2 separate regions of the Sus scrofa genome follow, and region 2 is linked to region 1. The links are chromatin contacts, called in public HiChIP or PLAC-seq maps. All regions are on one chromosome and are shown on one strand. Each heading gives the region's core, a stretch centred on a gene start, on an enhancer-like site or on the middle of the called end of the contact. The rest is flanking DNA. Distances are from core to core; before and after follow the strand shown.

Region 1 (5,717 bases), core at 3,170-5,669:
CCACTACTTCCTCCCCCCCACTCCCATTCAATGGCTAGAAGAGGGTCCCATCCCTACCCTGAAAGCAAACACTGGAAAGGGGAGGAATTTAAGGACAAGCTGTGATTAGCCATTGCTCATCTTGGGAGGCAGGAGCAGGAGCAAGAGCAGGGATCCCACTTTTCTAGAAAAGCTTGCTATAGCTATCTGAATGTAATTAGGGTTCTAAGTTTTATCCAGTCCCTAGAGGATACAAAGGAACAATCAAAGGCTTCTGAAAACATTGCCTCTTAAACGACATAGAAATGATAGAGCCTGGTAGGTCCATGCTAACTTGGAGAATCTCTGCTCTGGGTTGCTTTGTCGAATGGCTTGCTCCCTGCCCTGCGTCCTTGGGTAGCACTCCATGCATCCTAGCCCCAGTCTGAGAAGAGTTCACTTACCTGCTCCTGGTCTCATGGTTGGGTTGTATAATGATTAAAACGAACCTCAAAAGGCCTACGAATTTCTCAGAAGAAAGTATAAAGTGCCCAGTTTTCTGAGGATGACACAAATGTCAAATTGCTGAGCACAAGACCAGCCTCAGCTTGCCTCTCAAAGTGGCTTAGAAGCCACATGACCCAAGGATGGACTCCTCCCTTAACAACTTGGATTTGAATCCCTCAGGCCACTGTGGTGCAATGGGTTAAGAATCTGACTGAAGGCGGCTCAGGTGACTGTGGAGGCATGAGTTCGATCCTCACCTCAGTTCAGTGGGTTAAAGGATCATTGCTGAAGCTGTGGTGTAGGTCACAGCTGTGGCTGGAATTCAGTCCTGGTCTAGGAACTTCCATATGCTGTATGTATGTCTATAAAATGTGTGTGTATACACACATACACACATAGATAGTGATACTAAGATGAAACAGGAGAACAAAATTCCTCAGTTTAAGACAAAAGGAAAACCTGATGAGTTATATAATTCTCTGTATCTAATTTGTTGTTACTACTGTTTCTTTTTTTACCCTCCTCTTCCTCCTCTTTCTTCTCTCTCTGTCTCTCCCTATCTCTGTTTTTATCTTTTTGAGAAAGATTCTTTGCCTGGAAAGTTATCCTGATAGCTGTCTTTAAATTCAAAAAGAAATTTGATCATGTATATTAAATTATTCTTGGTATTAGATATAGCCCTTGTTGATTTATTAGTTGGTCAATCATTCTGCTTCTTCGAGAAGGAACACTGTGAAACAAAAAAGAAAATATCTTTAACGCTGGTTTGAAGAAGACACAATGATGTTTTCCACACTGATACTTCTTAAGACAATTTTTTTAAAATAAAAACACGGATGGTGTATCACTTTATTGTGCCTGAATGAAAACATCTGCATAGGAAGCTGAGCTAAGAGAAAGAACCAACTTCTACATTTCTAGGTAATGTTTCATTGTGCACTTCTGTGCCCAATGCTCCTTGTCTACCTGTAACATTTGCCCAGCTGCCTTTGGACCCTGTACCTCAGGCGAATCTGGTTCTTCTCTTTCCTTTGTAAAGAGCACCTCTCCGGCTGGTTGGGGTAGGAACACGACTCTTCAGTCCTGGAGATGACATGACTTATTGAAAACAAAGTAAGCTCTGGAATCAGACTGGGGTGGGTTCAAAACCTGCTCCTACCATAGCAGGAACCTGGGGCAAGTTAATGCTTCAGCTCTGTCTTTGGGAGAACAGGGATAATGTGTTGCCTGGACACTTTGCTGCCTCCTGTCCAGAAGCCACAGATCTGCCCTCCTCCTGCCATTCCTTCCTGCCTCCATCTTAATCCTGCCCACAGCTGTCTCTCTCTCAAGTCTGTAAGCCTTCTCTCTGCTCCTGCCTCCCCTCCTCCAGCTCAGGGAGAAGGTTTCCCCACTGTGAGGCTGTGAGCTTCCTTGGTACCTGGTACTGTTGGGAGGCTGTCACACTAGCCAGGAACACAGAGGCCACCTTTCCCCATTTTCTTATCTTCAGGGTAACAAACTCTGTGCCTCATAGAATATACTTAATAAGTATAAACTAAATGAAAACAGAAGCTAACGAATATCTTTTGATGTCATTGTTCAGAGTAAATGAGATAACAAAGGAAAGGCAGTGGAAACATCACGTACATTCAATAAATGGTAACTCTTATTGTTATCGCTGCACTGCCACTGCTGTGTGGACTTGTACTGCTTTGAGAAATGGCACTGTCCTTTGCCTAAAGAAACCCATGTGCAAAGGCCTCAGAGGTTTTTTGATATTTTTTAACTCCAGAAATACGATGACAACTGCTAGAGCAGAGTTAGCCCTTCGTAGCCATGGGCTCTCCATTAGCAGATTCAACCAACCATGGCTGAAAAATATTCTGGAAAAGAAATTCCAGAAAGTTCCAAAAAACAAAACTTGAATTTGCAGTACACTGGCAAGTATTTACATAGCATTTGCATTGTATTTACAACTATTTACATAGCATTTACATTGTACTAGTTATTGTAAGTACAGAGATGATTTAAAGTATCTGGGCAGGATATGTGTAGGTCATATGCAAATACTACACCATTTATACAAGAGACTTGAGCATCTGCAGATTTTGGTTTCCTTGGGGATCCTGGAACCAATCCACTGTGGATACCAAGGGATGCCTGTAGTAGATTTGTTGGGTCTTTGCAAAAATGTGCCCCTACCTCCACCTCCTTTATTTTCTGGTTTGAGTGCCTCTTGCAACCTTTTACAAAGAAGTGGGTTTTTTTTTTTTTTTCATTTGAACATGCACTTTCGCCAGTTGGTTCCCTTCTAAGTAACCCCTGGCATCCCTATTCAATAGCGGCTAGTAATTACCATAGCAACCGCAGCATGTGGTGCCTCTGCGTGCTCTCAGAAACAAAGCATTTGCTTGGAAAAAATCACACACACACACACGTTAATTTGTAACATGAAATTCTACTTCATGGTATTGATGAAGGTAAATCATGCCTTGGAGTCAGCAGACTCATCTTCCTCACTGGCTGAGGGACTCTGGGTTGTTGTTCTGTTTCCACCTCCACTGCACTCACCATGCACATATTGATTCATTTTAAAGATGAAATTTTTGTGCAACAGGGGGAAAAAGGATGGGAAGGATTCGGTTTCAGCGGGAAGGTACAAAGGTCAGCAAGAGGGTGCAGAGCCCCGTATAGCAGTTGTTCCCGTCTGAGTGATGATTATACTACCAAGGGGATTTATTAAAATGGAGTCTATTGCTGTTCCACTGAATAAGGCTCTCCATAAATTCTGCGTGAGCCTGGCAGTGGCTAAGCCCATATGTAATGCTGAAATACAGCGCCTGCATCTGCTGGCTGGTGTCTGCCTCCCCCAGCCCCAATGCATGTACCTACATGCCCCAGCCCAATCAGGAACCCAGGGTCTGAGATGCTGTGCGTGCCCAGAAATGGAGACCTCCCAATTCTCGCCGAGAGGCTGTGTGTCTGTGTGTTTCCAGCAAGACATTATGTTTTAGAAAGTGACAGCATCAAAAGTGACACAACCACTTGTTCCGGGTCTCCATCTGGTGGGGGATGGGAAGGGGAAGAAAAGAGTTTGCTCCAGCAATTTCAGGCCCTGTGGTACCATGACCTCCTCACTCTGTCCACTTAAAAAACAGAAGTGGGGAGGTAATGTGCCAGGGAGTGTTCAAGGTACAGATAACTCTCAATGTCATTAGTCATAATCAAAGGGCAGGGAACAGAGGGCGAACTCTTTCTAGCCGGCCTCCTTGAGTCACCTGAAGAGAGCCGAAAACCTGGGGAGAGACTTTGCTTCAACGAGACCTTTTTTTAGTTGTTGTTTAAACCCAGTCAGTTGGAAGCCTCTTTATGAGTTCTCTAGTTGAAACTCCGATTTTTTTTTTTTTTTAAATTGCTTTGGTCTGAGGGAAAAAATAATACATTCCAGTCAAAGGCTTTGCAGGGCCCCGGAACAATCTGAACCTTTCACTCTGTTCCACAGGAATTCGGCTAGACAGGCTTCTCTAATAACAGAGGGCCGGTCTCTCTTAGAAAACGGAGCGCAGCAAGAACTGTGGGCAGGGACGTGGGGTGAGGGGCTGGGTAGGTGGGGGTGCGGGACAGGGGTGAGGTCGTGGGCAGACATCGTCTCAACAGCTTTTAGCAAATACTGGATGAAATGCTCTCAATGTATTCTGGAAATGGGACTTCCTGGTTACTAGCTATTATTTCCTGCCTTGGATGGAGACTACTGACACAGGCTTAAGGTCACTTACAGTCCTTTACTAACATCTTGGAGAGTCCAAGGAAGATAAGCAGCTCTCGGGAAGCCACCGCCTTCGGTCTTGACGCCCCACGGTCTCCAAAACCAGGAAAGGGCTAGAAGGTTCCTGGGGGTTTAGATGGTCAGCGTTGGACGTCCAACGCCCCTGCAGCGGCCATGCAGAAGGCGCCACTAGAGGGCGCCTGTCACCCAGCGATGGCTTTGAGCCGCAGGACTGCTTTTAAGGAGAGCACATTTAGCTGTTCTGAAGCCTAGAAATCAGTGACGTGGAGAATTATTATGCACAGTTCATTTCCTTGTAATTTAACTCTCAAGAGTAACAAAAGCATAATGTATAGCCTAGTTTTCGGGTCTGATTTACAACAATTTATACCAAAAGATGATTTCTACCTCATCCCACCCCCTTTCTAGTCACTTCTGCTGATATCAGCAGCTGAGAATTTTGTATTTCATCCTACCACCATAGCCGCCTGAAAGCCACACATCAGAGAAGAAAATGTAAGACCTATAGAGCTGGATGCACAGTTTCACTTTCTGTCTCAAATTCCATCACAGTCTAATCATCTGTTTAAGAAAAAAAAATGTTGCTTTTAATTGTGGTGATGTGGTTCACATCCTCCACTACTTAAATACTGTGAAGTCCAAATGGGGCACAGGACTACTGTCCTCAAAGGGTTGTGGTGTCCCTTTCAAACCCAGAAGTACAAGGAGTGCACTCCAGCCTCCCCTCGGCTCACCCATCCTCCACCCTTCCCTGCAGATCCCAAGCCTCTTTGATCTCCTTCCTCTGGCTCCTTGAGCACTTACAGACTCCACCAGCAATTTAGCATTTTGTAGCTATTGTCTTGTTCTCTAATTGCTTCATATGTGCACTTTTTTTTTCTCCCTAAGGAAAAAGAAATAACATTCTTTTTTTTCTTTGAGTGCTTACTTTGTCTAAAGCTCTCTGCTAAAGGTTTTACATGTAATTTCCTTTAATCCTTTTAACAACCCTGTGGCTTAGAGGCAATTGATTTCATTTTACAGATGAGGAAACTGAGTCAGAGAAGTTGGATCACTTACACAGAGTTATACTAGAAATAAGAGGGAGGATTCAGACACATTTCTTTCTATTACATTGTTCTGAGCCCAAAATGATTGTAAACCGAAATGAGCATCTTACTCCTCCATACTCTCAGCAACAAGAATGGTGGTTAGACACACACACACACTCTTATGCACACACACACTTCTTACAAGATATTTAAGATCTGTATGAGTTAACCTTTTATCTTAGTAAGGAAGCTAGAAATGTCCTTATTTTAAAAATTAAGTAACTTGGTAAATATTAGCCAACTTCCCAGCCTCTTTGCATTGGGCTTTCTCCACCATACACTTAGTAGGAACTTCATATCACTCATTGCAGTCCCATCTTGTTGGATGTGTGCTGTTGTTTCCTAGCTGGGCCTTCCTGACCTAGGGAAGAAGAACCCCATGTTATTTCAGA
Region 2 (5,787 bases), core at 2,210-4,709, 110 kb after region 1:
GCATTCCTGAGGCTGGGTTCTAGCTCTGTAGAGACGGATGCCTGCATCTGTCCCACCCCTTGCATTCCCCAGCTTGTGGATCTCCATACAAAGTACCTTTCGACCACGGGCACTGGTCTAATCTCATTAGATTTCTCATTTTCAGCATAATACTGTCATGGCGCTGTGCACCAGTGCCCCAGATTAGTGGCTTGTCAGAACGGTGCCCCACTAATGAGCTAATCCAAATAATGCTCAAATCCCAAATCAGATTTAAGACGATCCAGTCTGGGTAGAATTAGCGAGTGAGAAATGCTGGCCAAAAGAACAGGCTTTCCTTTTCTTTGTTTTGCCTTAAAAGAAAATAGGTGGAGTGCTGTCAAACTCGAGTTTTTTGCTTTGCACGGCATTAACCTCCATTACACAATTGGGAATAATAAACAGAAAGGACTCCATCTGTATGGATTGGTATAAATTTACCTTAGAGGATTAGAAAACACACATCCACACACACATGCACGCTTAATATATTCAGCAGATCCATGTCCTTCACAGCTTCTAGTTTTCCTTACTTTCCCGTGAGCTTGGCCTAAAGACCTCGCAGATTTTGAATCTGATGTATTTCAGGGGTGACCTTAGGATGCAGGGTTAGGTCAAAAAAGTTTTTCTAAAGCTTATTTGTTTCCTTATTTTCCCTCAGGGTAAAGCTGGGCTCCAGAAATTCCAAAATGTATAATAGCACTGTTAAGGTCAGGCCCTTAACAAAGGAGCAGGGGAAACAGAATGCAATGAGAATCATTGTGGTTTCAGGTGTTCTTGAAAAAAATGAAGCCTGGGCTTAAAAATGGATGCCTAAAACGGTTTATTATTTCTGTATCTTTTCATTCTTTTTGAGAAGGAAAGAAATGATTTTCTGTTGCCCACAGGGCCATCTTTATGGTGGCCAGCCAGTGGGCCAGCCAAGAAGGTGGGGGCACAGGCTGTCTTCCCTTCTCCTCCAGAGCACAGGGCTCTTGTGCCATTGCAGCGATGGACTCCCAGTTTGCTGTTGTCGAAAGCCCAAGGAACACAGTTTGACTTTTTTAAGAGTCAAGTTCAGCGACACTTGGCTGTTTGCTGTTGTGTTTTGATACACACATCCAGCCAACCTGATAGTGGTATGGTTCCCTCAGAACACAAATATGGGCCCTTCTGTACTTTGACATTGGTCCTCCTCTCGGGGCTTTCTAAGGAGTGTGTAGAAGTCCAGTCCTCATAATTTCCTTCAGATATTTTTTAAAGCACTTCCATTCAATATCATGTTTTTAGTTTTATAATGGCTAGGCTTTTTAGGAGATAAGCTGCCAAAAGAGGGTTTTGTTTTAGAGTTTTGCACTTAAATGGAATTGTAGTGTGTTACGTGCGCTTGCTTTCACTGACCTCAAACTTGACCGTGCCAAACACAGTCACACATACTGAAATACCACAGAACTCAGGGTCCCTGTTGAGGGCCTCTGAGAGAGATGGCACTTGCTTCGTGGCCTTCTCTTTCCTCTATTGTCATATTCTGAAACATACAGAATTTCACTTGTTCTCACACCTTTCTTAAGCCAAGAGCCACTTCCTCCCTCCTCTGCTGGATGATCAGTCAAAGAAACCTGATTTTATTTATTTCCTTATTTGATAACAGAGGGGAAGATGGGCAAGAGAAATGAAAACATATCTCCACAAAGACTTGCACTTGAATGCTCAGAGCAGGTTTATTCATTATAACCCCAAACTGGAAGTAGCCCGACTATCCATCAGTGGGCGAACGGGTAAACAGATTGTGGTATATTCCTTCAATGAAACACTACCCAGCAACCCAAAGAAACAGATTGCTGATCAACACGACTATAGAGAAGAATCAGAAAGAGACTAGACTCAAAAGGCCACATACTCTATGGTTCCTTTTATATAAAACCCTAGAAAAGGCAAAATCATAATGACAGAAATCAGATCATTGGTTATCAGGGGTGGGGATGAGGGGGAATAGGGAAGGAGACTGCAAAGGGACAAGAGGGAACTTTCGAGGGTAGGAAAAAAATGTTCTGGCCATTACTGTAAGTGATAACTACATAAAGGTATATGTACATTTGTCAAAACTCACCAAATTATACATTTAGAATAGGTCAGTTTTATCTTGTATAGATTACACTCAATGACAACACATTTTTAAAATCCTTTTTGGGTGGATAACTTTTCACATCTTAAAAAACTGCCATAAAAAGCAAACCCGACAGCCCAAGAGAGTCGTCTCGTATCAGTCTTGCCTATAGTGCATTCACTTTCTGGCTGCAGTTGGATTTGAAGAAAATCAGAATGACATACTGTGATGACAACGCAAGTTGGTGTCAGTAATGATGCCACTATACTTTGTCAGGCCTCCATGGCCTTCATAAGCTTCCTTACCCAATGCGTGCGTAGGACCCTATTCAAATCAACATATTAGAAGTCAACTAGTCAACTACCTGTTTCTCCCATTCATTGCACCTGAGGCAACTACCTCAGGCCATCCTTCTCTCCCTGCCCTACCTGGACACGATGACAGCAGTAAGCATAGTCTACCTCCCTGGCTGGTCTCAGGAACAGGGTGCAAATTGCTGATCATTTTCTTCTGTGAATTATGACCCAGGTGCATAGCCTAGCCCCTGGAAGGAAGCGGCCCTGCCAATGCTCTAAAACAGCCAGCAGAGAAATTAGAGTCCTGCAGAGGGCCTAGCTACTTCCCCCCACCCCCACTCTAATCACCAGCGGGGAATTCTACAACCCCTCCTTCCCACTGCCCCCACCTTGTAAGGGCGACCCTGCCCTCTGCAGACTTTGCCTGGGTCTTTCTTTTGTGTGCCCACTGCTGCAGAGTGGGAGTGGACGGGGCTCCTAATGAGCTTTGACACTAATGGAACTGCGAGACAGTCTGATTATGGATTCTCTCCCTCCCTCTGTACAGACCTAGCAGGAAATGACCCAGGACTCTGCACCCTTCCCCCTACCCCCCCCCAAAAAAAAAACTCTGTGGAAACCATCTTTAGCGGCCAGCTGGAGCTCTCCCCCTTCCCCCACTCCTTTCTCAGTTCGGTCTCCACTTCCCTCCATCATCCTGCAGGTGGCTGGAAAGAAGATTTTATGGCCTGACGCGTGGAGGGTTGGCGCACCGCGCTGGAGAGCTTCCCTATTTCAGGGGAGCAGTGGAGCACAGAGGCGAGTTAGAAATGGGAACCGGGGGCCTCCATCAAAACAGACTCTCCCCGCTTGCTTTTACAAAGCGTTCCGAGGAGGTAGGGAGCCGGGAAGGTATGGTTGTTTTCTATTAGATGCTTAACAACGTGTGTAAGTGGAGGTGATTTACGGAAAAAAAACAACATGTGCTTCTGTAATTTCCATGGTGCGTGCGGTCCAGGTGGAAGGGACCCGGGCGAACTATGGAACTGAGAGCTAATTATAGGGAGAAACAGCTGCTGTCCTCTAATGAGACAGAGCCCCGGCTTCTGCTCCGCGAGGAAGCCAGAGCACGCCTGTTGCAGCGCTTCGTGTACATCGCTCCTTCGTCACAAAATGCTCCCTGCCACACACTTGGTCACCCGCCCTTCTCACATCCACTCCAGCAGGTGATAAGTAATTTTCACCTGACTGTGTCTGGAGAGAGGACTATGTCCCCATTTTATTAACCTCTATGCTCCTTTGATTTTCGTTCCCCTCAAGAGTCCTGCTCCTGACCCCGCCTGTGTTTTCCTAGGAGGGGCGCCCCTTTTCTATCCCCCCTAGAGTTCTTTCCGTTCCTTCCCATTTTTCTGCATTTCCAGAACAATCAGATATTCCCAAAGCTGTCAACTATTTATCATGTGATGGAGAGGCTTACCTAGACCACATTTTCTGTTTCTTGGTGCTGCAGTTTTTTCCCCAAAGCCCCATAAATGTGACGGAACATCCCTTCAAAGTCAGAGCGGGGAGAGTTTAGAGGGTCTGCTAGCGAGTAGAAATGTGACTTCCCACTTAGAGTTCATTCCAAACAAATAGGGGACATGGTTGTTTAAAATGCTATTTTCTTAAATGTGAATAAACTCTGATGTTTACATTGATACTAGTGTTCAGAAGGCATTAAACCTCCACACCCCTGCAAGGAAGGGAAGTGTCGAAGTCCAAATAAGCTGAGGAAGCAGGTGCTCTGTTCCATTCCTCAAAGCCTCAAATGCCCCTTTATGACCAAGGAAGAAGAGGCGATCTGACGTGACCACCCCCCCCCCGTGTATAAAGTATTATTTACTGTGCAGTTGAATTAAAAACAAGGGCTCGCTATAGCAACCACTCTAACAAGAGGCACTATTCACAGGCCGCCTTGCAGCTCAGGGTCTGGGGCTCAACGGAGCACCTTTTTGAAAACCCTTGTGGGCAAACCGGTGGCATATGGGTCTTTTATAGCATCTACCAGGCAGGGCTTTTACCATAAAAGCTTCCTCTGCAGACTGTATTGCTTTGGGAGGGGAAAGGGGAGCCCCAGCAGCTAAGTTTCTCTGTAGTTTAGGATTAGTGGAAATTTAATTGAAAATAAAACACAGAGCCACTGTAGTGGTCCCTGAGAGAGAAAACAAAGAGTTCTTCATGGAGCCAGCCCACCGCACGGCAGCCCAGGGAGGCCGCTGCTGGCCTCATAGGCTTGCCTCCATATGACATCCGGGGCCTGGAGACAAGCCATTTGGTGATCACCCATCCTGTGGTACCCAAGCATTCCTGAAAGAACAAGGGAGCTTTCTGCAACGTGGACAGAGAAGGGTGTTTCTATTAAAGGCCCGTTTCTTCCTACCCCAGTAAACTTTTCTTTCGTCCTCCCCGTGTGCTTTCTAGAGCCTTCTTTGTTCCACCTGATATTTCTAAAAATCTTTATTTCATTGCCTTTCTTTAACCGCAGGGAAAGGAATCTCTCCCTCCCTCTCTCTCAATGAATTTTTAAGAAGATAGAGATATTCATGACAACATACTGTGGGCAAAATTAGGTAAGAAAATAAAGGGCCAAGAGGATTTTTTTATCTTCCCAAAGATGGTGACCTGAGGTCTCTGGCTAATCTGAGTGGCCCTGTTAAAGCTTCCCAGGTATTAGAGATGAACCTTTTTTTTTCTGCTGTTTTTTATCCCTTTCTATCCCAAATAACAGCTTCTGGTGTATTCTGGCATGAACGCCTCCAGCGCTGAGCCTCCATGTGAAGGTGACATCTGTCTAAGTGTCTCTTTCCCTCTTGCTTTCTTCTTTAGAACAGCAAAGGTTACCCCTTAGCAGTATCATTGCCTCCTGACCGTGGCTAGAAGAAAAAGCACCTTCTAGCTTGTGATGTCCAAGGAATCAAGAGACTAGGTCCCCTAGTTCTTGTGTCAATTACATTAGCTGCCTTGATTGAAAGTGACAACCTTCTTAGCACTATTTTTTTGTGGCTCTCACGCTTGATAGTCTAAATCCATGCATTTTAGTGTTTTCACACACTACCACCTCCATACTACTCAGAGATAGAGCCTAGCGTGGTGTTTTGCACATATCAAACCTTAAATAGATGTTTTTGTTGAAGGGTGGATAGATGGATGGATGGATGGATGGATGGAAGAAATGTTGTTCTGCATTGGAAAATAAAGCCGATGAAATAAAGCAGCTTAAAACATAACTTCCTCAAGTGCCAACTAACTCCTTTTGAGGAGTTAACACATACAGGGGACTTTGATTTAACTCATACTTTAAGAAATTTCAATGGGGTAAATAGCACAAATAGTACAGTGAAGCATCCCTAATTCTGACAATCCTGCTTT

Evidence for each region. HiChIP or PLAC-seq counts read pairs in DNA pulled down with a chosen protein or histone mark.
Region 2: a contact with region 1 is called in an H3K27ac HiChIP or PLAC-seq map of skeletal muscle, with 5 times the contacts expected there. The contact joins two enhancer-like sites. A contact is called at or near these places in 2 of 47 Hi-C or Micro-C datasets (alveolar macrophages and embryonic fibroblasts) and 1 of 2 datasets of contacts at active chromatin or transcription factors (skeletal muscle).

The regions. Positions count from the first base shown.
Region 1 is chr15:107,524,757-107,530,473 of Sscrofa11.1, forward strand. No RefSeq gene overlaps it. Among named protein-coding and RNA genes, the nearest start is that of ICOS, 180 kb to the left of the region's middle. Within about 2 kb of position 4,420, at least 20 of the 83 cell types and tissues checked have an H3K27ac peak or open chromatin away from gene starts, as enhancers often do. A contact at or near this core is called in skeletal muscle, where this site is marked.
Region 2 is chr15:107,636,287-107,642,073 of Sscrofa11.1, forward strand. No RefSeq gene overlaps it. Among named protein-coding and RNA genes, the nearest start is that of PARD3B, 240 kb to the right of the region's middle. Within about 2 kb of position 3,460, at least 2 of the 83 cell types and tissues checked have an H3K27ac peak or open chromatin away from gene starts, as enhancers often do. A contact at or near this core is called in skeletal muscle, where this site is marked.